Linked DNA regions of Mus musculus: all the other regions are linked to region 5. A link is a contact called in public HiCAR-type, HiChIP or PLAC-seq and Micro-C data. All regions are on one chromosome and are shown on one strand. The core of a region is the stretch at or near the end of the contact, and the rest is flanking DNA. Distances in the headings are between cores, read along the strand shown.

Region 1 (4,067 bases), core at 1,365-3,864, 760 kb after region 5:
TGAAGCCCTGGTCTCATTCCATCCCAGCACCAGAGATGGTAGCAGAAATTTTAGTAGCAACAATACCATACCCATCTTCCTGGAAGACTCACTTCCCACTGGGAAGCCATCTTCAACACCTCATCTGAAGGACCATAGAATTGAGATGTCCTCTCTCCTAAGGATTCCTGGGGGCGGGGCGCGGCAGAGCTGGGGGGCGGGAGGCGGTGTCGGTATGTGAAGATCCGCACCAGCGCATGCTGCGGGACCCTACCACTGAAGGATGGACTGCCTCTGAGGAATGTATCAAGGGACACTTGGACATCCAGAAGTGGACAGGAGACTGGGGGTGTGGCTCTATGATGGAGGCTGCCTGACATGAGCAAAGCCCTGGCTTCCATCTTAGCACTGGGGGGTCCAGAAGAGGGAAGAAAAGAAATCGCCAAGTCTTCAAGACAGAAGAGTGAGCACAGCTGTTTTTCTCTGCTTAGGAACTAGAGAAAAGCTTGGGCTTCCGGCCAGGGCCCTCCAAGTCACGTGATCTTTCCCAGACACTGCCACTGAGGCTCCAGGGCTGCCCACCTGGCCTCTGCCACGGCACTCAGCTGTCCCTACCAGACAGAAATTGCCCTGAACCCCCTCTGCGTCAAGACAGGCGGACATCAGATGAAAGACCACCCGAGTACAAGATGAAGAAATCACAATTTCCATGTAGAGACTAAGTAACGGTTTTCTCTGACTAAAACCAGTTTTCTGTTGTTCCTCTGGGAAACAGCACAGTGAACTTTCCTTTATAGTTTCCATTACACCACCCTGAAAGGTAATTCTGACAGTTAGCAATCCTGCCTTTCACAGCACAAGAATAAAGCTCCGAGCCTGCGGCTTTGCCAGCGGGAACTGGGAGGGGGAGGGGGCGTTGACAAAGTGCAGAATGAAAGCCAAAAGAATTCTGGGTTTTCTCCCCCAAAATGAACTTGAGATAAATTCAAAATCAGACCGTATGAAGGGGATTGTGGCGCTGAAAAGCCCAGAATCACGAGAGCAGCAGGATAAGATGCAAACAATTAGAACCTTTATTGCTGAAAGACTTTGATGAAAGTAATATTGGTTAAGATTTGAAAACACAGAGGTGTGTTAAGTACGGCATAAAAACAACCTTGTGTTAACTAATTGGATAATGACACATGTTACCACAACTGTCAGCTTCCACTGCGCCTTTAAAAGTTCCGTTTATCAAGCATGTAATTTCATTGTTAAAACACCCAAACCGCACAGAGGTGCCCGATAGCCAGGGTGAACCCAGCGCACATCCCTTATGTATCTGCGAACAAGCAAAGCCCTCCTGCTCTCTGTCCCGGCATGGGGTGGAGGCAGGCTCACCCCTGGCTGATCCAGCTCCTGTGGAAACTGTCAAAGTTTCTTGTCTTAAAACTGCACAGCCACAGCATGGCTCTCAAGTCAATGTCTCCAATTTATAATTCAAGAATGGAGTTAAGAGACCTTAGGCTGAACCAGAAAGAAAATATATATATATATATATATCATTCCTGGTTCCTAGGGAGGCTCAGAAAAAGGTGACGCAGGGTAACACCCGAAACAGTAGCTATGAAATCGCCAACCTGTGTTCCCTCTGCGGCTGGGGACACTCTGTCTGGTCCCACTGCCACCCTCCCGTCCCACCTCAAGCTGAGTTCTTTTACTCTTTCTTGTTTGTCCACTGAGCCTAACTCAAAGCCAAAAATTAAAACAGCAACCAAAAAGTAGTTTCCAAGTGGCAGAGGTCTCTGTGGAACGACTGCTCTTCCTGAGGCTCACAGCCTCACAAGACGGCTGCATGCAATTATGCTCTGAATGCCACGGTCCCAGTAACAGAGAGAAAATGACCTCAAAAGAAAGCTCCCCTTTATCTGGCTGCCCTGGACCTGCTGCTGGGTCCAAGAACACTGTGTCTGTTTCCACAACCCAAGGTACAGACGAGTGTGTCACACAGTCTTACAATCACCAAAACACAACTTTCTGCCAACTTGAGTATCCAAGTCTGGACCGCCCACATCCTGCATCCAGAAAGACATCTCCAGGACAGTAAAAGCTCCTTCCCTCCCCCGCTCCCCAAACTTCCAAGTCTAGTCCAGCAAACACAGGTCTCATAAGGAAATCTGCTCCCAACATCACTGGGTCTCTAAGGACCAGATCTAGGCTGTAAGAGCAAACACTTCCAGGGGACAGCAGGCACAACCCTGGAGTCCCCTCAAGAGGTCTCACCCAGAGCAACTCAATTACACAACAGCCTTGACCCACCTCTGATCTGGGTTCACAGCTAGGTATGTTCCCCTTCGGTGACCAGTGTCTGACCCCACCCTCAGTACATCACACACCCACATCATGGCTGAGCACCAGAACGTCTTCTCAAGACTCCAGAGGAACCAGCCACCTTACCTGGTACCCTGTCCAGGTGCCGGCCTGTGCCTGCCTGTGGACTCCTCCATCCCTGTCAAGGCAGGGCTGCTCCTTCAGAAAGCAGGTTGCCAACTACAGCCTCCTCGTCGGCAGCCTTCGCAGTGATGAGCACAGCTTGGGACCGTCCACAATTAACCAAATACCGTGTGGTCGCAGCGAATCAGCCACGGGAACCGGCACACGGATAGAGAGCAAAGGAGGCTTTCAGAGGGACTCAGAGGTGCCGTCCCTGAATGCTACATTTCTTCTTCAAGATCGTTCCAGCCAGCCCCTTCTGCTATTTTTACTGTACCATAATGCACTAGGTCTGGCTTTTACCCTATTGAAAGAACATGAATATATTATTATCCACACAAAAGAGCAGGTTATTGTTTATGAATTACCAGCCTTCCCAGCAACAAAGCCTATTTTCATAAGAAAACTCAATTTCATTTTAGCTCCAATTTGATTACCAGCTGAAGAAAGGAAGCTCTGCTCCCAACCCTCAAAGGGTTTTTATTCATACCATTGAATGGGCTTTATTGCTTCCTTTTCAAAACTGACGTAGAAAGCTTTTAGAGTAAAACATTGACAAAAAATTATTGCGCTGCTATTTTGTGCAACAGCAGAGCTGAGGAGGGCAGTGATTTCTCAGCCATCCTTCACGGTACTTCAGAATGGTGCGGGCTGGAATTAATGACAGGGAAGGGAGAGGAGGCACGCTAAGGTCTCACAATGCGCGTCAAATCTAAATGATCACCATACATTGAAAAGCCCCCAAAACGCCCAGGCTGACTGATTCACGGCTTTCACCAGAAAGACAGGCTTGAAGAGTTTATTGCACCACAATTTGCTCCGGAATTATCATAAAAATGAATGTGGAGGCTGAATGTCACCCCAGCATGCTCCAAAAACAGACACCCGGGGACAAAGTTCATGCGGGAATTACAGCCACACTCGCAGGCTGCCAGGGTCAGGGTGCAGGGTGTGTCGGGAGGTTGAGTGGCAGTTATCTGGCTTCCCTCAGCCAGGCTCACCCAGGGCACTGGAGAGAACACTCCTGCCACATCAAGTGTTTCCATTTACCGAAGCTTAAAGTAAAAGAAGCTATAGCTGTGAACAGCAAATAGCAGTCCACCTGGGCTGCAAGACTGGGTGCGGAAAAGCTCTTGGCTTGTTTGTTTTCCTTGCGCAAGGGAGAAGGAAGTTTGTGGGAACTCAAGTGCTCCCTGGAACAGTATAGGGGCAAATGTTTAAATGATATGGATAGTTATTGTTAAAATGGCTCGCGCCCCATGCGCATACTTTTCCTTTCATTAAAACGGGAGCAATAATGGCTAAGCTCATGGGGTTGCCAAAGAAACCTGCACTTGATATTATGCAAATAGAGCCTATGGTAAAATAACTTGATGCTCGGGCCGACAGCCAGCCCGTTCCAGTGGTGTCAGGCAAGATCAGACTGTTGGGCCGGCGAGGGCTGTCAAGGCCTCCACCCATCAGTCAAGTGTGATCGTCACAGTTTCCTGGTAATGTTTATGTGCTTTTAAAAGAAATAAAACTCATCAGAGCAAAGAAGCTGGACCAGTTCTCTGATAGGAGGCTGTCCTCTGCTGTCTTCAAACAAACCTAACCAGAGACAGGTGAGTCAGCCC
Region 2 (3,836 bases), core at 482-2,981, 870 kb after region 5:
GAAATAACCATAGGACTGGGCAGAACGGCCAAGGCACACAGATGTGAGTGTCCGTGCAGGAAGTGGTTCCCACACTTCACTGGTAAGCCCTAACCCAGACAACACAGCATCTCACGTTGGAGCCTAGCAACAGCCACCCGAAGCTTCACAGAGGGCTGAGAGGCTCTCTGCCTTCAACTGACTCACTCGACGGCCAGACACCTGCCTGACAAGAGAAAGACAAGGAGAAAAGAGAAACAGGTGGGAAGCTCCTGTCCAAGAGAGACTTCCCGCAGACAGTGTCTGGGAGCAGAGGTGACACCAGCCTGCAGGCAGAGGTAGCACAGGAGGCACTCCCAGGCCAGCAGTCGCCTGCGCTTCACTATGACTTCGTAAGTGAGACCAGGACTAGGAGACTGCAGGAGCGTGAACCACAGCCACCTACCAGGGTCTGAGAGAGCAGACTCAACTCAACTCAACAGACTGGGGGAGGGTGGCTCTGAAACTCCAACCCCAGACCCCACTGTGTCTCTTCCAGGACTGTGTCTACTGTCTCTCTGCCTTAGGCCACACTCCAGGCCCAGCCGACAGCAAACTTGACGCTGCCTCAAGACAAAAGCACCTCAAAGCTGGGCTTGGGGCCTTGCCCCAAATCTCAGCAGCATCCTGACTTCTCTGAAACCTGCTGCTGCAGGTTACACTATGATCCCACTCACAAAGGACACTGGCAGGAGGAGCAGGAGTAGAGGCAGCCTGGACTACTGAGAGACTCAGCTCAAGCCTGGAGCCTTATCAAGATCTTGTCTCTGTTTTTTCTTTTTATAATTTTTTATGTATGGGTGTTCTGCTGGCATATATGCCTGTGTAACTCATGGCTGCTTGTGGAGGCCAAAAATTAGGAGTTGGATCCCCTGGAACTGGGGTTGCAGGTGCCTGTGAGCTGCCATGTGGGTACTGGGAATAGAACCCAGGTCCTCTTATTAACTCCAGGCCCCTGTCTCAAAATGCAGGTAAGCAGCAGCAGCAGCCTGTACTCTGCAAGGAACAAGAGCTGGTGTGTTGGGGTAGCTTTTACTATTGCGAGACACTTTTACTATTACCACACTGAGTATTTTAGTTCAATAACATCCCCATTGTCCCCAAAGTGAGGATCTATTATCTATTTTAACAGAATGTTAATTTGTTTTTCATAATAAAATACAAGAAAATTCTAAACTTCTGTACACCTTATTTGAAACCTTTTAAGACACAATGAAGATTCTCAGAGTTTATTTTTTTAAGATTTATTTATTATTATACATAAGTACACTGTAGCTGACCTCACACACCAGAAGAGGGCGTCAGATCTCATTACAGATGGTTGTGAGCCACCATGTGGTTGCTGGGATTTGAACTCAGGACCTCTGGAAGAGCAGTTAGTGCTCTTACCCGCTGAGTCATCTTGCCAGCCCAAATTTATTAAAAAAATGTTTTTACACTTGTGTACACATACATGTCTGTGCACACACCACAGCCCCTGTGGAGAGATCAGAAGTCTCTTGTTCAGAGATCTCTTATATAGGAAGGTCCTGGGGACAGAAGTCAAGTCCTCTGACTTGGAGACAAGCAGCTCTACCCACCTAGCCATCTCTCTGGCCCCAGAATTCATTTTATTATAGAAGGAAATTAATAAGCCACGGTTAACATTCCCACAGCAGTGTCGCTGGTATTGAATGGGGAAAACTCTTTATGCCATCTAGCAGGAATGCAGTGAATCGTAAGAAAGGAATCCTGTCAACTGAAACAGTATGTGAGAGGAAAGCTGACGGCCAAACACATTCTGAGAACACTCAACCACCAAAAGCAAGGGAGAAGCAGCTCTGGAGAATCTGGGGGAGCAGGGTGGGGGCGTGGGGGTCATCTCAGAACCGATGGGTACTTCCCACTGCGGGAGTGAGCCCGGCCACATTCTAGTCCACTACTCTTTGTATCTTAACCCCCACCTCCCTCCATAGGCCATTTAAAGGAGTTAATGAATAAACATTGAGATTACTGCCTGGCACATGTTAGGAACTCAGTAAATAAAGAGCATATATGAAAAGTAACCCTGTGCTTACTTCTACAAGCCCAAGCCATGCTACCCAGACATGGTTATTTGCAGGCCAGAGTAACACAAAACTAGAAGAAAACACTGGAAAAAAACTACCCTCCACAGCACACGGCATGTAAACAGTTAAGCCTGCTGTGCCCTCCTTCATCAGCTTAAACTCTCACTCTCCTGAAGTCTTTCCCAGGCTAAAAACCATGTCATAAAACCCAGCCAGCCTAATTCACAGCTTCTACTACAAAACTACTTAAAGAAAAAAAAAAAAAAAAAAAACTAGCTTTTTTATATCTTCAGAACTGTTAATTCTAAAATTATGTTAAACTTCATGCCTTTTTTTTTTTTTTTTTTTTTTTGGTTTTTCGAGACAGGGTTTCTCTGTATAGCCCTGGCTGTCCTGGAACTCACTTTGTAGACCAGGCTGGCCTCGAACTCAGAAATCCACCTGCCCCTGCCTCCCGAGTGCTGGGATTATAGGCGTGCGGCACCACGCCCGGCTGGACTTGGTGCTTTTGATAGCAACTAAACGCACTTGCATCTGTAAGCGCTTCAGCTGGTTTACTTACTTCGTGCATTCTTCTAGGGACTGTACAAGCACTTGCTGGAAGGAAGATATTTCCTCTAGATTTCCCATTAAATATGAAGTGTTTGCTGAACTCAACCTAAGGCCAAGAAAAACCAAAGTAGAAGACTGTCAGTGGTCTGACTTCCTCCCACAAAGTGTTATTAAGGGCCCTAGTCTGATGAACACGATGCTGTGCCCGCAGCAAGCGGGCACTCTGACCTCCACCCACCACCTCACCCTCCTCCCTCCTCTGCAAACACAGACAGGGGGACCAGCCAGCAGGCAGTCAACGCACGCATGTTCTGGCCAACTTACTTGTCACTGGTCTGCAGTGGCCGCAGGTAGGTGGACAGCACAGACTGCAGCTCCTTGGAATACTCATGCTCTGTTTCCAGGATGTTCTGTAGCACCTGGTGAGACATGGCCGTCACTCACATGGCAAGAGGCATCTGACAGGTTATGAGCTCCAGCAAGTCCAACCCATTGAGCCAGTCTCTTTGTTGCTGACATGCAATACTAACACACTTACTGGCATTATTCTTTTGTGGTTATTAACTGCTAACCCTAGTTGATGAATTATGAAGGCCAGAGGTCTGACTTTGTCTTACTGACAACAGGCATACCTAGATTTTGTCAAAGTGCCAAAGTCCATCCTTGGACAAGCCAGGCCAGGTCTACTTAAATTACAAAGGACAGACTGTAGACACTCTCAAAAGCATCTATGGGCAGATGTGACTCTTAAAATGCTGTATGGTGCAGAACAAGCCACCAGCAAGTACCACACACACAACTCATCCAGCTAGTCTAGGAGCAGAAAACTAACCTACAATGACCAGGAGAGGAGGGTAGGGGACAGACTGGCTCTGAATTCTAATTTGGGTACAAGGCTACCCGGGTCAGCACACTTGCTGAAGCTCACTGAACTAGATAAAACCCACGCGTTCTTGTATGCAGCTGAGCATCCCGAAGCAAAACAGCCCAGACTCAAAGTGATCGAGACTATTAAACGTTTTGAGCACTACCATGATGCTGTGGGTTTACACTTTGGGCCATTTCAGAGTTTGAGTTTAGGGATATTCAAACCAGTGAAATCTATGCAAATATTTCCCAAATTCCAGAATCCCACAAAGTTCTCGTTTCAGGCACTGAGGTAATGGACTTAGCCTGCATGTAAGACATATCCCAACTTAGTACATGAGCTTTATCCTG
Region 3 (3,752 bases), core at 701-3,200, 670 kb before region 5:
ACTTCAGGTGACCTACACAAGGTCTCTCAGGGTGAGACATGACCCCCCCCCCCCCCCGGCCCCCAGGAGCAGGTCCGGTGCTCGATGACCAGAAGAGGGTCTGTTCCATGCGGGCCAGTCAGGACAGGACTCCGCACCTGCACCACGGTTCCGCTACACCTGGGCACAACTCTAGCTGATGCGGCATGTCTGCCTGCATTTCCAGGGCTGCACAGAAAAGGCATGAATCTAACAGTCACAGAACAGTGGACACTGAGGAACACTGGAACGGACACGATCAGTGTTGGAGGGAGTTAAAGCAATACTGCAAAAATGTATGTATGTGACCAACAATACAGACTGTATTTACAGCCTTAAAACCTAATTGTCCATACCTGTTTCCCAAAAAAACTTCAAAACGCTCGGTAGCTTCGTGATAAATATGAAGCTAAACCAACCAGCATTTCCACGGTGTTTCATTAATCACCAAATGTCATCTTTCTGAGAAAAATGTGCCCAAACAAGTAGTTGGGATTCAATCCATCAAAGCTGGATTACGGTCTTACGTACTACATAAAACTAGTACAGTGTAAGTTCCATGTTGACAGCTCTCCTGTGTGGAAACCCACTAACAAACAACACCCTCTCACACACTCATAACTGAGAGATGTATTAATTTTTTTATTTTATTTAAGCAGTTTAGATAAAGAAAAAAAAATCAAGACATCATCATCAAACCACGAAAAAAAAAACAAAAAAGAAAAAAAAAACGTGTCACGCTTCGGATGACAAAGACCATTTGTGCAGAGGGGAGACACCCACCTAACGACTCTCGCCATCATCCCTCATCTCCATCCCAGCTCCTGCCTGTAAAATGTCTTGGCCAACCCACTGCCACACACGTATGGCCACTCTCAAATAAAGGGAGAAAACTGCAACGAGCTGTGCCAACATGTCTGCAGCATGCAGCGACCATACTTACATCTTTTGCCATGTTACCAGATCCAGGAAATCAAGGCTTTAACTGCGTACCCTCCACAGAAGAAACCGTACTTATCTGGTTAAAAAAAAAAAAAAAAGAAAGAAAGAAAGAAAAGAAAAAAAGGGAGGGGATGAATAATGAATGAGAATGAGAAGAAATTTAACGCACATCGCATTTCAAAGGAAACATCTCCCCACCAGCACGAGGCAGAGGCAGGCCTCCAGGCAGCAGGGGCCTTTCTTGCACAATCCCGACAGGAGAGCTAGCCAAGCAGGTCCCACACGGGGATTTTAAGTCACCTCTCTAAATGGAAATGCTCCCTGCGGGCACCAGCAGCTCCCACCGGCAGCGGGGCCAGACCCCGGACCCTTGGCTGAGCGACGCGCAGCCGTCAGGCTCACCCCACCTGGGCACGCGGGCCCCGCCTGACCACAGGCCCCGCCGAGGCACAAGGCCCCCCACTTGGGCACACGACACTGCGTGGCTCCGCCCGGGCCGCGGCGGGCACCCCCCACCCCGGGCTGCCCAAGACCCCGAGGGGCCGCCGACCACTCTGACAGGTGGGCTCCCGGCCGCCCGCCCGCTCGCCCCACCTGTCACTAGGCCCAGCCACCAGCCCCGCGCCCTGGCGCGGACAGAGCCGGAGGGTGGCCAGGACCCCTGCCCGCCGCCCACGCCACGCCGCGTCGAGGCCGACTCCAGCTGAGGCTGGGCGGCGGGCGGGATGCGACCGGACGCGGGAACCGGGCTGGGGCGGGAACGGGGCCGCGCGCCCAGCCTGCGCCCTCCCGCCGCGACCGGCCGGTGCCCCCGCCACACCTGGCTGGCCGGCGGGGCGCGCGGGGCGGACGACGGGGGCGCGGAGGCGCCGGCCCGGAGGTCCGGCCCTGGCGGTCCCTGCCCTGAGCCAGCGGCGCCGGGACGCGGGCTCACCCTGGGCCGAGCGTCGGGCCGGCGTGACGTGCGCGCGGCGCGGTGACGTGGGCGGCGGCGGGCCCGCTGCGCGCAGCGCGCCTGCGCGCCTTTTCGCGCCTTCGGCGCCCTCCTCCTCCTCCTCCTCCTCCCGCCGCTCATCTCCCGCGCCTCTCGCCGGTGCTACCCGCCCTGGGAGAGGGGCGGGGCCTGCGCGCGCGTGCGCGTGCGGCGGGACCCGGCTGGAGACCGCCGACGCCGAACAGCGCTGCGCGCGTCTCCATGTGCGCTCGGAGAGAGGCCACGTGTGTGCGCGCCTCTGTGTGTGTGTGTGTGTGTGTGTGTGTGTGTGTGTGTGTGTGTGTGTATGTGTGTGTGTGTGTACACCAAGGGCCAACTGTATGCATATCTGTGTGCATGCGCAGGGAGTAGAGGGCCACGTGTTTGGCTCTGTGTGTGCGCGTGTACCACGCGCGCCAACGGTGAAAAGAATGTGGTGTGTGCCATACCTGCATGCACACGTAGGGAAAGGATCATGTGTGTGCACACCTGTGGATATGCAGAGTCTGACTGTATACACGTGTGTGTACATGGAGTATCAGTCGTGTGTGCACGCCTGAACATATATACAGAAGAGAACCCTCTGTGCAAACATATGGAAACCTATGTTAATGTCTGCGCACTGAAAAAAAGCAGGCGTGTGTGTACACATGAGAAAAAAGAGGTCAGTTCTGAGAGTGCTTTAAAGTACCTGCATGTGCACACAGGGAGAAGAATCTTGTTCATTTACACAGAACAAAGTAAAGACTGTTCGGATGCATACTGAACAATACAGAGACAAGATCCCCCACCTCTGCTCAACTACTGACCTCCACAGCCACATGCCCTGAGCCTGGGCTGTCAGTGATTCAGGGCAGGAAACAGCCTGTTAATCAGGTGTGTATGCATTTGCGCCTTTCACTTCAGAAACCTTCTGCTTCATCCCAAGAGGGGTCTGGTAGACCCTGAGCCTTGAAGACTCAGTCCATCTTAGAGGCCACTTCTTTAAGACTAAAGCTGGAGAGCCTGGGAGGAGAATAGGCTGGGGCTCACAAATCAGTCCAAATGGTTCAGATAAAATGACACAACGTTTCCCAAGAATATGGGACTGAAGAGCAGGGCAAAGTTAAGTACTATCAGAAAACTGTTAATGTGAGTGACCGGATTTTATTCTGGAGGAAAGGTCAATTTGACTCCCAAACTGACAGATCTTTCTCCGTTACCTGGCTGCCTCAGTCCCATGACTCAGCCCAACAGCCCTTCTTTAGCATCTGGCCGAACTGTCCGCCAGCAGCTGTCCTGTTTGAACACTGCTCAGCGGCTTTGAGGAAGCAGCCCTGCAACCACAGCTGCTTATTGCTGAAGCAGAAGAGGCGATACCCAGGCATGAGTGTGTCAATAGCTTGCACCAGAAATACCCAAGGCATGAGTGTGTCAATAGCTTGCACCAGAAATACCCAAGGCATGAGTGTGTCAATAGCTTGCACCAGAAATACCCAAGGCATGAGTGTGTCAATAGCTTGCACTAGACTCTTTGCCATCACAAGCTCTGGTAAGCTCTAGTAGCAGTTTTCACCCAGAATTTGGGGTTGGGGGATGAGGGGTTCAGGGGGAGGGGGAGGGAAGCATCTCTACTGGCCAAGCAGAAAGACTGTGACTGGTGCAAACATCCTTCCCACACCCCATTTCTGACTATATAAACAAGCTATTTGACTCACCTTTTCAGTGAGTTGGGAGAATCTTTTGTCCAATAGAAACTTCTCTCAAGTGATGTTACACAATTTTTTTATTATTATTTCTACAAGCTAGACTGGTAGCATGAAGAAATAAAGGACAGAAC
Region 4 (3,766 bases), core at 155-2,654, 940 kb after region 5:
TTTCAGGTCACTTAATATGCATTAACAGAGTGTCCTGCCTAGGGCCTGTCTGTGTGTATGTGCATGTGTGTGTGTGTGTGTGTGTGTGTGTGTGTGTACTCCATTAAGAAGTGTTACTTCTTCCTAATTATGGGACACTTCCATTTCTGTACTTAACACCTTTTAAATTACTAAGGATCTTAAGTTTTCTTGTAAACTGTGTATTGGCATAATCTTGAACACAGGACTTTATTATTTTTTGACCTATAAAACATGGTTGTTCTTAGAAGTGCTCCCAACCCCTGACCCGGCCCGCTCTGTGAGCTTACAAACGAAAACAAACTTTGGTCACCCAGAGCGGTGGTCAAGGTTCACACTGCAGAGCCAGGGAGCCAGCAGCCAGCAGCAGCAGGCAGACAGCTCCAAATCTAGCAGGCAGTGAGGATAAAAATTCTGACCCATCCCCAAAGAAATCGGGCTTCAGCACCCTGTGTGCGCTGTTCTGCAGGCTTGGCTGAGTGAAGAATCCCTTGATGGGGAAGGCAGTAAGTCATTTCACAGCTCGGCCCTCCCTTGGCTTTTGATGCATCCTTTAAACATGCCCAGCCACCGGTCCATTCAACGCAAGAGTCAGACTGCAAAGGCAGCGACGAAACCGTTCAAACAAAGCCATCGCAGAAAGCTGCGCGGCACAGAGACGAGGTTTTCCGATCGGTGTCGGCGAGGGGCGAAGCCGACCTCCCAACTTCACGTTAGGGTGGAGCAGAACCCCACCGCCGCCGGCACAGCCAACTCTCCTTCTCGTGACCCCGAGCCGGCCCCGAGCGTCACCGCGGCCCCCTCCGCTGTCTGTGCTCTCAGGGCGGGTCCCCTTCCCGGCGCCCCGCACACAATGGCGCCCCGAACTCCCGCCGCCGGTCCCCGCGCCTTGCGCGCCGCCGGGTCCGCGCACAAAGGAGGGCGCGCGGGCCCCGAGCCGGCGCGCGCCAGGTGCTCCCGCGCGCCCCGCCGCCCGCCGCCCGCCCGGGCCGGGGACCCACCCGAAGACCGTGCCATGGCCACTTACTTTCTCGATGGTCCCGGGCAGCAGGCGCTCCAGCAGCCGGCATAGGACCACCCCGTCCTTGAGCGACGCCTGCAAGAAGACCTCAGGGTCCGAGATGGTTTTCTTGGGCGACTCCAGCACGCCCAGGGTGATGAGCCACGTAACGGTCTGCTCGGCAGAATTCATCGCTGCGGCGGCTCGGGCTGCGCGCACAGAGGGGGCGCCGCGCGCGATCACCTCGGAGCGGCCCGGGCCGCGGCCACCCGCGCCCCCGCCGCCTCCGCGCCCATGGGCGGCCGCGCGCCGGCGATTGGCCCGGCCGGCCCAGCAGGTCCCGCTCCGCTCCGCGGGCTCGCGCGCGCCCTGGCCCGCTGTCAAGTGCCTTTTCATTAGCGGCGCAGGAACCTGCGGGCGCCCGGCACCGCCCCCGCCGCCGCCCCCCGGCCGCGGCCGCCGTCGCCCGATGACATCACCGGAGAAGAAAGACGCGGCGGCCGCCCGCGCGCACCCCGCGCCAGCCCCGGCGCACGACAGCTGGCGCGCCCCCCGCTCACCTGCGCCGCCCGCGCGCCCCGGGGCTGCGCGCCTTTGTGGGTAGGGCGGCGCGCGATTAGTAAGCGCTTCCCAGAATGCTCTCTTGAGCTAGCCCGCCGACTGCGGGGCGCGGGCGTCTCTTCGCCACCTCGCCAGCCGGCGGGGATGGCACGCACATGCTCGTTAGATCTGTGACCAGATGGGTCTCACTCGGGCAGGAACGAGCGTCGGGAACGCGGGCGCGATGCTAAGCGGCTGGCTGCAAGGCCACTGGAGGCGGGGGGCGGGAGCGGAGATGGGGGGCGGCGGGCGCGGACGACCTTAGTAGCCAGAAGCCTTGCATGACTCCTTGTGAAATTGACGGTGACGTGTCCAGCGATCAAGAGCACATCGCAACCTCGGGTGGGTGTCCGCTGGAAAGCGTGCTGTCCACGCTTAGGCCCAGAACTTGGGCGTCCTCTTCCAGCGCAAAGGATGTGTGACAGGAGCCTTGGGGGAAGGGGGGAGTAGGTGAGGGCTCACCGTCAATCGACACATATTTCCACTTACTCCCGCCACTGGTCCTATGCTTTCCCTGCTGGCTGGCACTCCTCGACAGTTTAAAATAAAGCTTGCAGTGTCCCAGGAGACCTTTCCCCTGGGCCAGGCACGCACGTTCATCCAGTAACTGCTCAAGGCTAGAAGCCATGCGATGCTGTCAATTAAAAACAAAAAACAAAAACAAAACAAAAAAATGATCACAGGTTCGACTCTCTTCTCTGCATTCTCCAGGTGCTTCCATCACCACCATCGATTGCGTTTAATAGCATCTTCTGGCTAAATGACTACATTTCTGTTCCAGACACAAACAAAGCATTAAAATAGTGTGAAGTTTGTTGAGGGCCAGCTTCTCTGTGGTGGCAGCTGCCTTCAGAGCAGCGCTAGCCAGCCCTAACCAACCACTGCTGCAATTACGGTGTCTTTACCACCGACAGACCCAAGCCTCACTTTTTGTCCATTTTCCTGGTTACATATGAGAGGTACCCTGCCCTAGGAGCCCCACATCAGCCAGTTTCCCATCTTGCTTCCCTGTGGAGGTCCAGAGAGTGGCAATGCAAAACTGATCACCGACGCCCGAGTCTATCGACCAAAGCTGCTCAACCCGGAAGAAGCTTTCCCTAGTGCTGAATTGAAAAATTTACTCGTTACTATTTTTAAATCCTGTTAGACTAGGTCTGGCCTTATCACGCAGTACACAAAGATAGCTACATATATTGACTGTCAAGTGGCCCTAAGGAAGCCAGGCAGAGGCCGACTTAATAGACAGAGGAAGTTGGGAACCAACGGTCAGACTGGACCATTGACTACACCCGTTCATTCTGGAAAAAAAGCCCCTGAGCTGCTAAATGATAACCTTACAGATCACCTTCTTTTAACCCCAGTACACGCTAATTTCGAATCATTATTTGGAGGAGATCCTAGAAAGTAGCCCTGCTCACAACTGTGTCATTGAGGAGCTTCGCTGAGCACTTCTGGTGTCCAAGGTGAACCCTTGGTCAAATTTCCTTGGCATTTTCTAAATCCCTGCTACAAGACTGAGGAGAGGAAATGCCCTTCTCCCCATGGGTAGAGAAACACCAACTGGAATGTCAGAAGCCCTCACTCCAGCCTGAGCCTCCTGGAGAAGTGGATTAGCCATCTTCCCTACATACCTGAGCCAGTACCCTGTGATGGATCTCTCCTTAAACAAGCAGCTGATTGGCTGATATCGATGGATAATAGATGATTGACAGACAGGTGGTAATTGCTGGATTAATAGATGTTAGCTAATACACTTGGACACCTAAGAATGTACCCTTTACTGCTGTGTGATATTCTGTGGCTTCATTTCTTTGGAGAACCCTAACGCAGTACATGTGCCAGCATGGTCTCCGCTGATGAGAGATGTGGCTTCCTTCAGGCTCCTTTCTTGTGTGGCTACTTCCTAGGGTCCCCTCCAACATACCTGCCTCAGTCCAGATTCATAGTGTCAATGCTGGCTAAACAAGGACATGGGAAGGTTGGATATGGCTGCAGTGATAAGCAGTCATCAGTCATAGCATAGCTTTTGCTCCTTACCCGTCGATCACCCCCTGGGCATTGGTGTACCCCCACTAGGTCCTGGATTATTTCTTGAGATTGCCATCATCTTCAAGAAATAAAGTAGCTCAAAACAGCAGGAATAAGTTG
Region 5 (4,018 bases), core at 1,498-3,997:
GCCAGAGGTCGCTTGTTGAAGGCCTGGTGTCCAATGCAGCAATGTTTAGAATCAGGTGTAAAGGCTAGGATTCAGTAAATGGATGTGAAGTTAATTAACATTGATTGTCATCTTGACAGGATTGACAGTCACCTGGGAGACAAGCCTCTGGGCATGCCTGTGATACATCATGTATTTTATTGGGATAGCTAAAGTGGGAAGAGTCACCCCCAAAGCGGATGGTACCATTCTCTCGGCTTGAGTCCTACAGTGCAATCAAGGAGAAAGCTAACTGAGCATAGACATTCACATTTTTGCTTCCTGTTGATGTGACCAGGTGCTTCAAGTTCCTGCCACAAGGACCTCTGATCACAATGGACTGTACCATCGAACTGAGTCTAAATAAATAAATACATAAATACATAACTCTTTCCCCCATACATTGGTACAGTCAGGGCATTTCATCATAGCAATGAAGAAAATAAGATACTCACCAATGGGGTTCAATAGCTTAGTGGGGTTAGGGTGTGGAGCCTGGTAGAAGAAGTCAGTCACTGTTGGTGTGCCCCCCTCCTTCTCTCCTACTTTGCTTTCTGAGCATCAGGAAGGGAACAGCTCTCTCCTATCACGTACTGCGTTCCAGACTCAGAACAACTGGGCTGAGCAACCTTGGGCTGAAACCATGAGTCAAAACAAATCTCTCCTCTTTTAAAATTATTTCTTTCATGTATTTTATCAGAGCAGTGGAAAGCTGACTAATTTAAGGGTTCACAACATCCAGAGATGCTCCCACAGTGAGGCTGAACCCAGCCATGCCAACCAACAAGAGGGTGCCGATAGCACAGAGTATTCTGGGAAAGTCCTCCTGACTGTGGACGGAAACATTTGTAGTCTCCCAACAAGTCTTTCTTCTCTGGAATAGCTTTGAACCACATGTCCCTTATTCAGTCTGCTTACTGTGGGCCAAATCTGACTGCTGGGAAACACTGACCCACTCAACTGACTGGGTTTTGAGATGGGCTGAAACAGCCAGCCAAGAGGGCTGCTAGTGCTTTCTATATATTCACAACACATATATAAAGATCTAATCACTTATTTTATGTGTGTTTTGCCTGCATGTATGTAAGTGCACCGTGTGTGTGCCTGGGGCCTGAGGTAGTTAGAAGGCAACAGATAAAACTAGAGTTACAGCCAGGTGTGGTGGCACATGCCTTTAATCCCAGCACTCGGGAGGCAGAGGCAGGCAGATTTCTGAGTTCGAGGCCAGCCTGGTCTACAGAGTGAGTTCCAGGACAGCCAGGGCTATACAGAGAAACCCTGTCTCAAAAAACCCAAAAAACAAAACAACAACAAAAAAACCTAGAGTTACAAGATGGTAAGATGGTGGTGAGCCACCATGTGGGTACAGGGACCTGAACCCAGGTCCTCTGGAAGAGCAGCTAGTGCTCTTAACCACTAACCCATCTTCCTAACCCATTTATGTATGTATGTATGTATGTATGTATGCACATACGTATGTGTGAGTGTGATTATTTTTGAGGCAGGGTTTCTCTGTTTTATAGCTCTGGCTGTCTATGAACTCAATATATAGATCAGACTTTCCTTGGAGACCACTTGCCTCTTCCAAGTGCTAGGATTAAAGGCATTGTGTCATCAAGCCTGTTTTTTTTTTTTTTTTTTTTTTTTTTTTTTTTTTAGCATTTTTTGGTCACTGGCTTAGTTGATTTACAATGTCCTAACTTGACTGACTTCATTTTGTATGGTGGAGGTGAGTGGACCAACTGAGGTAGTTGCTTTTCTCCTGCTCTGTGGGTTCTGGGGAACTCGAGTCACCTGACTTGGTGACATCAGCTCCTGTTGTCAAGACTGTGCTGGAGCAGCTACTTTCTAAGTGTTTTCATCTATCTGCTGACATTTCACTTCAAGTAGCCACACAGAAAAGCAAACCGCTCTGGCTTTTCCTGGCTCATTGGCCACCCTCAAATAACTGTCAATACATCTGCAATTAAATGTGTGAGTGCTCAGTCCAGAAAGCCACCTTAAGACTTCTTGCTGGGATCACTCCTATTACCAAAGGGCAGTGCTAGGACCACTCAACAAAACAGAGGCTACAGGGACTGAGGACTGAGCTCTGACTACATGGATGATGGAAACAGAAAAGTGGATCACCTGAAGGTTAGCTACTGGCCCCGGGGTGGAAGAAACACCAGGAATGACTGATAGTTATTCACTATGGCCTTATTCTAGACCTTCTGATGGAGCATCATCTGTGTGGGTGGTACAAAATAGGCTGGAGCTAAGAATGGGCTGAGAGCTGAGTGTTGAGAGTCTCGGCTTGTTAGAGTCGTAGTCAAATTCCAGGCTGAAGCCGAGAGTCTCCTCTTGCAGTTTCTATCGTTGGCTTCAACTGGCTGAGCTCCAGCAGGTACCATTTGTACAGGGAGTGAGTGTGTCCGCATTCTGTACATCACAGAGCGGGCAGGGAAGGGTGGCTAAGAGATCTGCGAGCAAAAGACGAATAAAGGTATGCTCTCCATTAAGCCACCTCTGAGTGCCACTGCTATCATAGTCCTGAGTCAGCGACTAAGAAGGGAGCTTTCTGCGGACCACCGAGCATCCGGGCAGGAGCGGCGGAGCTGGGCTCCCAGTGACGAGGACTCTCCTCCTCCTGCGTCCCAGACAGCACAGAATTTCTCGTGTCTGCGTCTGATTTTTCCTTTGCGGCAGCGCTCAAGCCTCTCCATCTCAGTATCCCCGTTTCCAGGACTACCTCCTGGTGACGTCAAGGGGCAGAGGTTCCAGACCTCTGAGAACTCACTTACGAGAGCCCTGCGTAGTAGTCCGGCGCCCCTGTCCCTGTGTGGCTCAAGCGCACTCGGACTCCGCATCCAGTGCTGTTCACAAGCAGCGCCCAGACCGCAAGCTGCGGACGCGTACGGGCATCCTAGGAACGCGTTGCTGCGAGCGTCGCCCAGCAACGACTTTTCCAGCGCGGAGAAGCTGCCAAGTGCAGAAGCCGGGAGAGCGCACGCGCGTCTCGCGCGGGAAGCGGTGCATTATGGGAGGCGCGCGCTTTTGCCGCTTCCGCGAATATGGCGGCGCCGTAGTTAGGGCGCGGGATCCTGGGGCGCGGGGAGGCTGCAGTGCGCAGTCCGGGCGCGGTAATGGCGACTCCGGATCAGAAGTCGCCCAACGTTCTGCTGCAGAACCTGTGCTGCCGGATCCTGGGCCGGAGCGAAGGTACGCGTCCCGGGGTTCAGGGCTGTGGAGACTGAGCGCCATGACCCCCGCCGGCCGGGTGCTGTTCTCCCCGGCCCCCGGGAAGGAAAGGGGTGCGGCTCGCGGACTGTCCCTGCCCTGGGGGCCCAGGCCGGAGCTGCTGTAGCGGCCGAGTTTGTTTTTGGGTTCGTCCAGACAGCACGGCAGCCTGCAGCTCTGCTTCTGCGTGCTTCTCACTCTGCTGTCACCTTTGCCTCTGGTGATGATGAGTCCTGGTTAGATGATGCTCGCTTATTCCTGGACGGTTCAGCTAGCGAATAATGCTTCTAAGAAGCCAGACCCCCAAGGCAGTCCTGCCCACTTTACCCGTACTGTCGCCGCCGTAGTTGGGGGTGGGGAAAATGTCAAGGATCTGGTTTCATGAAGCTCATTTTGGAGATGAGTGGGGACGCGTCTTGAGGGAAGGTTTTAGTAATTGACATGACTGGGTTGCCTTAGAATGTTGAGACAAATCGCGCAGGTTTTCAAGGGAAGACTTTAAACAAGAACCGAGTTTTAAAAACTGAGAGAGCCTTTTGATCTTTCATAATTTGTAACAACCTATGTAACAACTTGTCAGCGTAGAGGATGAATTACTGTGTCACTACTAAACCGTTGACTTAACTCCCTTCTTGCTTTATTCCTTGTAGTGTTTCACTGTGCAGTTTGTTCATGTAAGAAATCTTTGAGGCTTCCTCGACCCTATTATGCCATGAGAGATGCTCCTGTCTAATGGAGGGAATGTGACTAGCACGTTGGTGAATACACAGTGTTTGTGGGT
Region 6 (4,001 bases), core at 545-3,044, 620 kb after region 5:
GAGGCAGGGAGGCAGGGAGGCAGGGAGGCAGGGAGGCAGGGAGGCAGGGAGGCAGGGAGGCAGGGAGGTCAGGCTAGCATTTGGAGAACTGGTTCGACAAGTGTCTTTGCTGACTGATGCTCTCAGTCAGTCAGAGTCAGGGAGAAATGAGTCCCCTGATAGTGTCTCTCCATCTGTCCCCATGGACCCTTGTAACACAAGGAGAGAATGCAGGTCTCACTGACTGAAGGGCATCTGTCACTAGAGAACTCAGCCATGCACACCCACCTACCCTCCCTGACATGTAAGACCCAGTATATGTCAGTCAGCATCAACCAAATCCGCCATTAGCCATCTGGATCAGCGAGATGCACCATGGTGACTCATATACATGACTCAGTTGGACTTCACAGGACTGTCTTTGGGGACACAGTTCCTAGTCAAAGATAGTGTGACCACAGTGCTAAGATGTCTCACGGTTTTATTGCAACCACCCTGTTTACCATCAGACATAAAGGGGAATATTGCCTGAGATCACATGCACCCTGCAAGAGAGACTAGATGCAGCTCTCTGGTGAGGGGCAGCAAGAAACTGAAGCCAGAATAGAGGGTGACAGAAACCCTGAGGACAGGCTGAAGGAGAGACCCCATTTTCTGGGAGCTCTATTCAATGGCTCAGGATCTTCTAAAATCCTCTAGCACTGGCTCCCCTCTGCAGGAAGGAACCAACAGTAGCCACTAAGGCTGGAGTAGCTTAAGCATAGTACTGCATTCCAGGGTGGAAGAGAGGAGAGTGGCTGACCTGAGGACAGAGGCTCTCAGGGTGCCGGGCCCATGGTCAGTGTTCTTGGTGACACTCATAGGAAGTAGCCTGTTCTACCACAGAGCTGCTGACTCGGCACCTTCCTCCAGTTCTCTCTCTCTCTCTCTCTCTCTCTCTCTCTCTCTTCCTCCCTCCCTCCCTCCCTCCCTCCCTCCCTCCTTCCCTCTCTCCCTCTCTCTCACACACACCTCTCTGTATCCTTTTGTGTCTGTTAACCTATGGCTCCTCTGTATGTATCTCTCTGTGTGTCTCACTCTGACTCTGTCCACCTGTCTCTCTCTCTCTCTCTCTCTCTCTCTCTCATTTCAGTTATCTCTCAGTCTTTCTCTTTCTATCCCTCTATCCCCTTTTCTCTCTCCCTGTCTGGATGTTATCTGTCTATTTGCCTGCCTGCCTGTCTGTCTGTCTGTCTGTCTATGTGTCTGTGTGTCTGTCTCTCTCCATGACTCTCTTTGTCTCTCTGTCTCCTGTCTGTGTCTGTCTGTCTGTCTGTCTGTCTGTCTCTGTGTCTCTCTCTCTCTCTCTCTGTCTGTCTGACTCTGTCTCTCTCTCTGTCAGTTTGTCCCATCCTCCTGCTCTGCTCTTTCCGGTTTGCACTCCCATATTTTAGGAAGGCAAGTGCTTCTGTGGTGCTGCAGTGCTCAGTCATCCTTGGCTGTGGCCTCAGTTTACCATGTTTGGCCCCATCCCAAGCTCCTGCTTCATTCCTGACAGCAGGAAGGAGAACCACCCAGACGCTTGGCTTCCAGGCCGCTGTGCCTGCAGACCTCAATTGGATGCAGCCACGCAACAGTTAAGCTTGTCCTAGCTTTCAGGAAACAGTGGGGGTGGGGGGCATTTGTCTTGTGCCCACCAAGCACCTGCTTAGAGGCCCAGCTCCCAGGCTGGGGGCCTGCGTGGTCCAGCGCAGCTGGGAGTGGATGGATGAGGGTAGGAAACTGCACTGCTGGGACTTCCACGACAGCTGGTGACTCTGATAAAAATTAATCATACAGCAGGTCTGATGCGAGAGCTCTGGCAGGGAGTTTACAGGTGGTCGCTTAGAGTCCCCCTGCGCCCAGGACTGTGAGAGAGAGTGCAGGCCTGGCAGGCTGGCCGGCCTGTCCACCTAACCGGAATCGCTAATCAATTATGGAGCCCTCAACCAAGCGGGTTCTAGGGCCAGATCCCTCAGAAAACCAACCAAAAGCCAGAAGAAGGGCCAGACCACAGACAGGGGTGACAGAAACGTGGTCACCTCGCTGGCTCACTCAGGGAAGACACAGCCCCTTCAGAATCCCTTCAGGTCCTGGAACATGGGCTCGATTAAATATCTGTGATACCCAGCAAATGTAATGAGCAGAGGAAATTGACGACCGTTCCAACTAAATTACAGTTTAAAAGACAAGGAAGGTCCCAGGGGGATGCCAACAAAGCGACTCAGCTGACCAGGCCCAGGTAAAATTGAATTGGAAATGGTCCCTGGTTCATTAACATAACAAAAGTCCCAGTGTCTAAAGGGAAAAAAAGCCATTCTGTTTAAATGAAGGGGGGAGGGGCAGCGTCCTACAAACACAGTTGTCTGTGGCATGTCCACCCCAGCCCACAGAGAGGTCCTGACAGAGTAGACCCTAGTGCCCAGTGACACTGGCAACCTACAGGGTAACACCTAATGCCAGGACTATCTGCCTACTTAAAACCCATTAGACATTTATAATTTTTACAGAGGCGACTTTCAATCTACAGGAGGTCAAAGGCAAAGGTCTCAGCATTTAACTCAGCCCATGTCAGGCATCCAGTTCTCAACCACAGACAGGGGCTGGAGACTCCCAATAGCTAGTGTAAATACAAAAACCAACAGAACAAGACCTCAGAGGAGCTGAGGCAGGAGGATGGCCACAAACAAAAGAGGACAAGGGAGCAAGAATAAGATCTTCACAAGGCAGGGCAGTGAGTGGGCCCTTCTTCCTTCTGTCCCTGGCTGTGTGCTGTAGCCATCAGCACCCTCAGAGGAGTAAAGACATTCTGGGGAGACAGATGTACCCCTCTCTTCAGTCTTCAAAACACTGAAACAACAAAAAGGTAAAAGTAAAATTGCCCTAGGGATCTCATGTTGTGTCATGGGAGAGGCTGAAACCTGGTGCCAGCCAGAGGGGAGCAGATCTGAGTGGGAGATTTTACAGTTGCAAAACAGGCTACATGGACAACTAGGCAATGACGATGATGATGATGATAATGTAATGATGATGATGATGATGTGATGATGATGTAATGATGATGCGATGATGATGATGTGATGATGTGATGATGTGATGATGATGATGTGATGATGATGACAAAGATGATAGTGATGATGATGACAGTGATGTAATGATGTAATAATGATGACGATGATGTGATGATGATAATGACAATGACAATGATGATGGCAACAACAATGATGATAATGATGATGTAATGGTGATGTGATGATGTAATGGTAATGCAATGATGATGTAATGGTGATGTGATGATGATGTGATGATGATGTGATAATAATGTGATGATGATGATAATGATGATAGGTAGGACTGCTTAGTTATACATGCATCCTGTTTCTATTTAAACATAAACCTTACATCAGGACCCCAGAGATGGACTGAAATGCACTGGGCCTCTTGTTCCTGTTCACAATGTGTCCATGTCCCATTAGATATCCTTTCATAGATGTGCCTAAAGACAAGTGGTTGATTCTGCCCAGTGTGAGCTTTGACCTTACAGCTCCAGGAACAGGATCCTGGACAGACTGGTGTTGGTCTGTGCCAGACACTCAGTGTTCAAGGCTGATTTCCAGAGTAAGTCACTATCCTCCCACAGGGCAACTGAGGCTCTCTCAGATGACTAAGTTACCAGAAACTATGTCGGCCCCAAGAAGCATCTGAGAAGTGTAGAGTGTGCATCCAGCAGCAAAGACAAGGCTGTACTCTTCTTCCCCTGGGAACCTATAGGGATCCCTCATCTACCACAGGCTGCCTTTCCTATTCCCAGGAGCCCAGTTGTTCTGGCATGTTAGGAAAAGTTCCCACCTTGGGTCTGAGCTCATATCAGTCTTAGCTGGGAATAACATCAAACCTTGAGAAACAGTGGCTCTGGTGCAATAAGAAGCCACAGAAATGAGTTAGAACATGAGGTCATCAAAGGCTAGAAACTTCTAAGAAGTAGCTACTTCCCAATGAATGGC
Region 7 (4,091 bases), core at 1,275-3,774, 970 kb after region 5:
AGTTCAAATCCCATCAACCACATGGTGGCTCACACAGCCATCCGTAATGAGATCTGATGCCTTCTTCTGGAGTGTCTGAAGACAGCTACAGTGTACTTACATATAATAAGTAAATAAATCTTTAAGGCCGGGTGTGGTGGCGCATACTTTTAATCCTAGCACTCAGGAGGCAGAGACAGGCAGATTTTTGAGTTCAAGGCCAGTCTGGTCTACAAAGTGAGTTCCAGGACAGCCAGGGCTATACAGAGAAACCCTGTCTCAAAAAAACAAAATAAATAAATAAATCTTTAAAAAAAATAGTGGGGATGGGAAGAGGGACGGGGCACAGAGACTTCACCAGCAAACATGTTAACCACTCAATGAAAGCAACACATTCTGTTTATTTTTATTACATTTTTTATTATTTTAAAACTTTTTAGACAGTATATTTTTGATCGCACTTTCCCCGCCCCAAGTCCTCCCACATCCCTCCCCACCTCCATATCTACCCAACATCATGGTTTTTTCTCCTTACTTCATCTAGAAAAAAAAAAAAACCCTCAAAATCAAAAGAGAAAACCCATAAAACCATAACAATAATAACAACAAACACGTTAAGTCCTTTGAGTGGTGGCCAAGTACTCCTGAGCATGGGGCCTTCCCTGATGCATGGTGCATATAAAAGTGTCACTCCACTGGAGGAAAATGAGTTTTCTCCTCTCTACTGAGCTGCAATTGCATCTCAGTATCAATTGCAAAGAGCTTCCTGGTTAGGGCTTTGGGCCACTTCTCCTTTGCCAACAACACACATTTGAGGAAGACATGTGTGTAAATACACAGAAATCCCACCTGGGGGGTGTAGGAGAGCAGGGTAGACCCGTGATGAGTTTGGGAGAGTTAGTGGGAGTAAAAATGATCAAAACACAGAACATGACATTCACAAAGAATAAAGTCTTTCTTAAAGGTAAATATAACTTTCAGAAAAATAATTGGGGCTGGAGAGATGGCTCAGTGGTTAAGAGCTTTGTTTTTGCTCTAACAGAGGACCTGGGTTCGATTCCCAGCACCTATGTGATAGGTCACAAAGGTATACAGTTCCAGTTCCAGGGGATCTGATGCCCTCCTCTGGACTTCAAGGACACCAGCCGTGCACAGCCACACACAGCCATGCAGGCAGGCAAAACCCCATATGCATATACATTGTTTTGAATTAAAAGAATACATTCTGCCACACCACAAAGAGGGCCCGGGTTGTCTGTGATGTCATTATCAGAGGACACAGCCTGGAGCTGCCACGAATGTGGTGGGAGACTCATTCCTGGAAATCACACAGGGTGCTGCCAGGGAGAAAGCCAACCTTCTCCCCAGGTAAGACTCCCGCCGGGGCCCCTGGAACAAAGAACACAGACATGCGTGGATGCGCCTCCACTTACTGTGGGTCCCATTTACTGTTAAGTGTTAGGTGGTGTGGAGGCCATCTTAAGAACCAGAGCCCCCATGCTGTGGGCTGCTGTGGGCATGTGTGACCAGTTAAAACCAGGGCTGAGCTAAGGATCCTGGGAGACACGGCATTCCTTCCTCTGCCTTTAGGAAAGGCAGCTCTCCCATGAGAGCCTTGTCACCTGCTGCAGGGACAGTCAGAGTCCTTCCTGCACCTGCCTTGCTCAAATCCCTGCAGTGTGGGTGCCCAACACGTCAGATCCCATGTTCTGGAAACGGTATGTCCAGATCTGCCAGGTGCCATGCCACATGGGTCCGGGGAGCTTCTGACACACACACAGGACCTAGACAGGTGGGGACATCTCGATCTGGTCTGTGGCTTTGTCACACCCACTTGGCTCCAGTCCCTGCATGGCGCTTCCTGCTCTCTTCCTCCTTCACTCCAAGTGGACTTTAACACAAGGACCAAGCCATTTGTGATGGTTGCACTTGCCGAGCTACAGCTAAAATCACCTAAGAGGACAAACCTTTGGGCTTGCCTAGGACAGTTTCTAGACTGGGTGGATGCAGGAAGACCCTAAATGTGGATGGTACCACACCATTGGCTCGAGGGGCTTTGACTGAATCAAACCTCAGAGAGTGAGTTTAGCACTCCCACTCTTTGCTCTCTGCCTCTGAACCCGCACACAACAGAACCAGCTGCCTCGAAGGACTAGATCTTAAGAGCTGTGAGCTAGAATAAACCATCCTTCTCTAAATTGCTTCTTGTCAAGTATCTTGTCACAGCAACAAGGCAAGGAACATAAGACACTGTTCCTCTTGTCTCACCCAGGCTGTGGTTAATCAGCCTTCTCCAAACAAGGCGTGGCTTCATCTTCACCCTCCTCATCTTCCTTGGGAACAACCGCATGAAGGATAGACAGACGTGATCCTGCCTTTGCCTCTGAAACATAACTTGGGGAAACTAGAGGTATGTGTGTGTGTGTGTGTGTGTGTGTATGCGCGAGTGCGCGAGTGCGCGTGTGCTGCCTGCTCCTCTGCCCTCAAGGAACAGCTCTGTGGAAAGGCCGCTTTAGGACAGGACAGAGGCAGACTGACCTTGGCCAATGTGTAACCAATGAGATACCAAGTGTTCAGGGCTGGATGAAGCCCAGACTAGAATGCTAGGCATCTCTAAAAGTGAGGCTTGTCTCTGCCTCAGGGCCACAGTTCCTTAACGGTAGTACCAGAAATATAATCTCGGCAGGTTGGGGGATGATAATGAACTGTGTATACACATGGCTCCCCCAGTTCTACTGTTCATTGATGTAGAAATCCTCTTTCTCGCTAATATTTAACTCCCTCCAAACCCCAGAGTTTTCTCGACTTGAGTGAATTTCCTATCTCTGGAACTAGGGGTGTAGAATGGAAGGTCTGACAGCAGAGGGCGCCAGCAGCACACCGGCTCTCCGGGTCTGTCTGTGCTTCGGAGACAGCAGGAGTCCTATGCCTAGTGAAAGACACCCAAGTCGGACTTCTCTGTCCATCTCTGCACACTCCCACCTCCAAGTGTCCCTTCACCCTCTTCACACCCAAGCAGCCCCAATCCACGGGGCCACACACACAAGAAGCACACCAGGACGCACACGCGCATCCTACTGTAAGCCTGTCCTTCTCCCCATCCTGGGGCATGTGGAGAAAAGCAGCCCAGCTTCTCTCCAGGCTCCGCTGCTTCCGTGGTAGGTTTTAGTGGGCTCTAGCAGGCAGCTGTCCCCTCTGCAATGCTCTCGGTATCTCAGTGCCACAAGAGGATGCGGGGAATACAGGCTCTAGCCCGGGCAGAGCTGACACAGCTGAGCGTATAGTAAGGCAACTGCAGGAGAGCCTGGTTAGATTTGATTCCATGTGTCCTGCAGAGTTCTTCAAGTTGCCAGGTGAATCAGGGCTGCAGCCAGACCTGCCGTCTGAGGTATGTGTGTGGTTCTGGCCCCAATTCCTGGGCATTTTTTGCCCACACTGTAACAGACTCCCAGACCTTAGCACAGCTGATCATGTTAGAGGGGTCATTTTGTCCTTCAAACCCATAGGCTCCCAGCATCTGCCAAAGCAGGAACAAAAACCTAACCCATTCACCTGGTCCGTGCTTCCAGGAAAGGCCTTAAACGCACTAACCTTGCTTTTTGGCTTCTGTAATTCTGCTTCTTGCTAATGAAGTTTGACAATGAGTATGTGGTTTTGTGCATAAAAGACAAAGAGCCTTTAACTCTGAAGACACAGGATGGAGAAGCCGCAGGAGGGGTGCTGGGCCTGGACTGAGCCTGCGCTCCTTTCAGACTCCTTTTGAGCTGACATCAGCAGAATTACAAATTCTGAACAAAAGTTGTTCGGTTTTTGTTTTTCCTGTTACTCAGGGTTTCTTTAGAAGCAAGTTATAGAAAATCCTGACCAAGAAGGATTTAAAAAATATATTTTAAATCTCAGCATATGGGAGGCAAAGGCAGGTGGATCTCTGAGTTTGAGGCTGGTCTGGTCTATATAGTGAATTCCAGAACAGCCAGTTACAGCTACACAGTGAGACCCTTTTAAACACACACACACACACACACACATACACACACACACACACATTCATCTCATGAAAACTTGCAGCCTTCAAAATGTTGGTCTCTAATGTTGTGCGAGTCTCTAACCCA

Evidence for each region. Hi-C and Micro-C count contacts between places; a contact is called where the count stands out from the background. HiCAR-type assays count read pairs that join an accessible place to other places. HiChIP or PLAC-seq counts read pairs in DNA pulled down with a chosen protein or histone mark.
Region 1: an H3K4me3 HiChIP or PLAC-seq map of embryonic basal ganglia shows a contact between it and region 5, with 5 times the contacts expected there. The contact joins the enhancer-like site here to the promoter of 4931415C17Rik in region 5. A contact is called at or near these places in 13 of 39 promoter capture datasets (the 3T3-L1 cell line, the C10 cell line, HPC-7-derived erythroid cells and 9 more), 1 of 15 datasets of contacts at CTCF or cohesin (large pre-B cells), 1 of 484 Hi-C or Micro-C datasets (the HPC-7 cell line), 11 of 115 datasets of contacts at active chromatin or transcription factors (the 230-238 cell line, craniofacial prominence, embryonic basal ganglia and 7 more) and 4 of 9 other capture datasets (adipose tissue, embryonic stem cells, liver and 1 more).
Region 2: a contact with region 5 is called in an H3K4me3 HiChIP or PLAC-seq map of stem cell-derived neural progenitor cells, with 6 times the contacts expected there. The contact joins the enhancer-like site here to the promoter of 4931415C17Rik in region 5. A contact is called at or near these places in 21 of 39 promoter capture datasets (the 3T3-L1 cell line, 3T3-L1-derived adipocytes, the C10 cell line and 13 more), 1 of 15 datasets of contacts at CTCF or cohesin (pro-B cells), 2 of 484 Hi-C or Micro-C datasets (the HL-1 cell line and ganglionic eminence) and 19 of 115 datasets of contacts at active chromatin or transcription factors (the NIH/3T3 cell line, the SCID.adh cell line, cardiomyocytes and 14 more).
Region 3: a contact with region 5 is called in a Micro-C map of embryonic stem cells, with 6 times the contacts expected there. The contact joins the promoter of Tfdp1 here to the promoter of 4931415C17Rik in region 5. A contact is called at or near these places in 3 of 484 Hi-C or Micro-C datasets (Th1 cells and embryonic stem cells) and 1 of 115 datasets of contacts at active chromatin or transcription factors (memory CD8 T cells).
Region 4: a contact with region 5 is called in a Micro-C map of embryonic stem cells, with 6 times the contacts expected there. The contact joins the promoter of Arhgef7 here to the promoter of 4931415C17Rik in region 5. A contact is called at or near these places in 11 of 39 promoter capture datasets (the 3T3-L1 cell line, the HPC-7 cell line, cranial neural crest and 6 more), 1 of 484 Hi-C or Micro-C datasets (embryonic stem cells), 18 of 115 datasets of contacts at active chromatin or transcription factors (bone marrow-derived macrophages, cardiomyocytes, craniofacial prominence and 11 more) and 3 of 9 other capture datasets (adipose tissue, embryonic stem cells and pancreatic islet).
Region 6: a contact with region 5 is called in an H3K27ac HiChIP or PLAC-seq map of embryonic stem cells, with 7 times the contacts expected there. The contact joins the enhancer-like site here to the promoter of 4931415C17Rik in region 5. A contact is called at or near these places in 9 of 39 promoter capture datasets (the 3T3-L1 cell line, cranial neural crest, embryonic stem cells and 4 more), 11 of 115 datasets of contacts at active chromatin or transcription factors (bone marrow-derived macrophages, differentiating embryonic stem cells, embryonic midbrain and 4 more) and 3 of 9 other capture datasets (adipose tissue, embryonic stem cells and liver).
Region 7: a contact with region 5 is called in a HiCAR-type map of embryonic stem cells, with 5 times the contacts expected there. The contact joins the enhancer-like site here to the promoter of 4931415C17Rik in region 5. A contact is called at or near these places in 8 of 39 promoter capture datasets (the 3T3-L1 cell line, hippocampal neurons, liver and 3 more), 1 of 15 datasets of contacts at CTCF or cohesin (large pre-B cells), 1 of 484 Hi-C or Micro-C datasets (muscle stem cells), 6 of 115 datasets of contacts at active chromatin or transcription factors (embryonic basal ganglia, embryonic forebrain, embryonic stem cells and 1 more) and 2 of 9 other capture datasets (embryonic stem cells and liver).

What each region holds. Positions count from the first base shown.
Region 1 is chr8:11,911,603-11,915,669 of GRCm38.p6, reverse strand. No RefSeq gene overlaps it. Among named protein-coding and RNA genes, the nearest start is that of Tex29, 73 kb to the right of the region's middle. Within about 2 kb of position 2,614, at least 32 of the 459 cell types and tissues checked have an H3K27ac peak or open chromatin away from gene starts, as enhancers often do. A contact at or near this core is called in embryonic basal ganglia, where this site is marked.
Region 2 is chr8:11,799,661-11,803,496 of GRCm38.p6, reverse strand. Arhgef7 (Rho guanine nucleotide exchange factor (GEF7)) reads right to left here. Exons shown (of 22, transcript NM_001372321.1): 7 at 2,943-3,037; 8 at 2,629-2,724. Among named protein-coding and RNA genes, the nearest start is that of Tex29, 39 kb to the left of the region's middle. Within about 2 kb of position 1,731, at least 44 of the 459 cell types and tissues checked have an H3K27ac peak or open chromatin away from gene starts, as enhancers often do. A contact at or near this core is called in the SN4741 cell line, embryonic fibroblasts, stem cell-derived neural progenitor cells and 1 more, where this site is marked.
Region 3 is chr8:13,336,949-13,340,700 of GRCm38.p6, reverse strand. Tfdp1 (transcription factor Dp 1) reads right to left here and starts at 1,950. Exons shown (of 12, transcript NM_001291765.1): 1 at 1,895-1,950; 2 at 962-1,036. The coding sequence starts at 973.
Region 4 is chr8:11,725,696-11,729,461 of GRCm38.p6, reverse strand. Arhgef7 (Rho guanine nucleotide exchange factor (GEF7)) reads right to left here and starts at 1,404. Exons shown (of 22, transcript NM_001372321.1): 1 at 1,046-1,404. The coding sequence starts at 1,210.
Region 5 is chr8:12,671,156-12,675,173 of GRCm38.p6, reverse strand. 4931415C17Rik (RIKEN cDNA 4931415C17 gene) reads right to left here and starts at 2,747. Exons shown (of 2, transcript NR_166502.1): 1 at 2,149-2,747. Tubgcp3 (tubulin, gamma complex associated protein 3) reads left to right here and starts at 3,074. Exons shown (of 22, transcript NM_198031.1): 1 at 3,074-3,219. The coding sequence starts at 3,144.
Region 6 is chr8:12,049,309-12,053,309 of GRCm38.p6, reverse strand. No RefSeq gene overlaps it. Among named protein-coding and RNA genes, the nearest start is that of Gm33029, 190 kb to the left of the region's middle. Within about 2 kb of position 1,794, at least 16 of the 459 cell types and tissues checked have an H3K27ac peak or open chromatin away from gene starts, as enhancers often do. A contact at or near this core is called in bone marrow-derived macrophages and embryonic stem cells, where this site is marked.
Region 7 is chr8:11,699,289-11,703,379 of GRCm38.p6, reverse strand. No RefSeq gene overlaps it. Among named protein-coding and RNA genes, the nearest start is that of 1700128E19Rik, 15 kb to the left of the region's middle. Within about 2 kb of position 2,524, at least 32 of the 459 cell types and tissues checked have an H3K27ac peak or open chromatin away from gene starts, as enhancers often do. A contact at or near this core is called in embryonic stem cells and muscle stem cells, where this site is marked.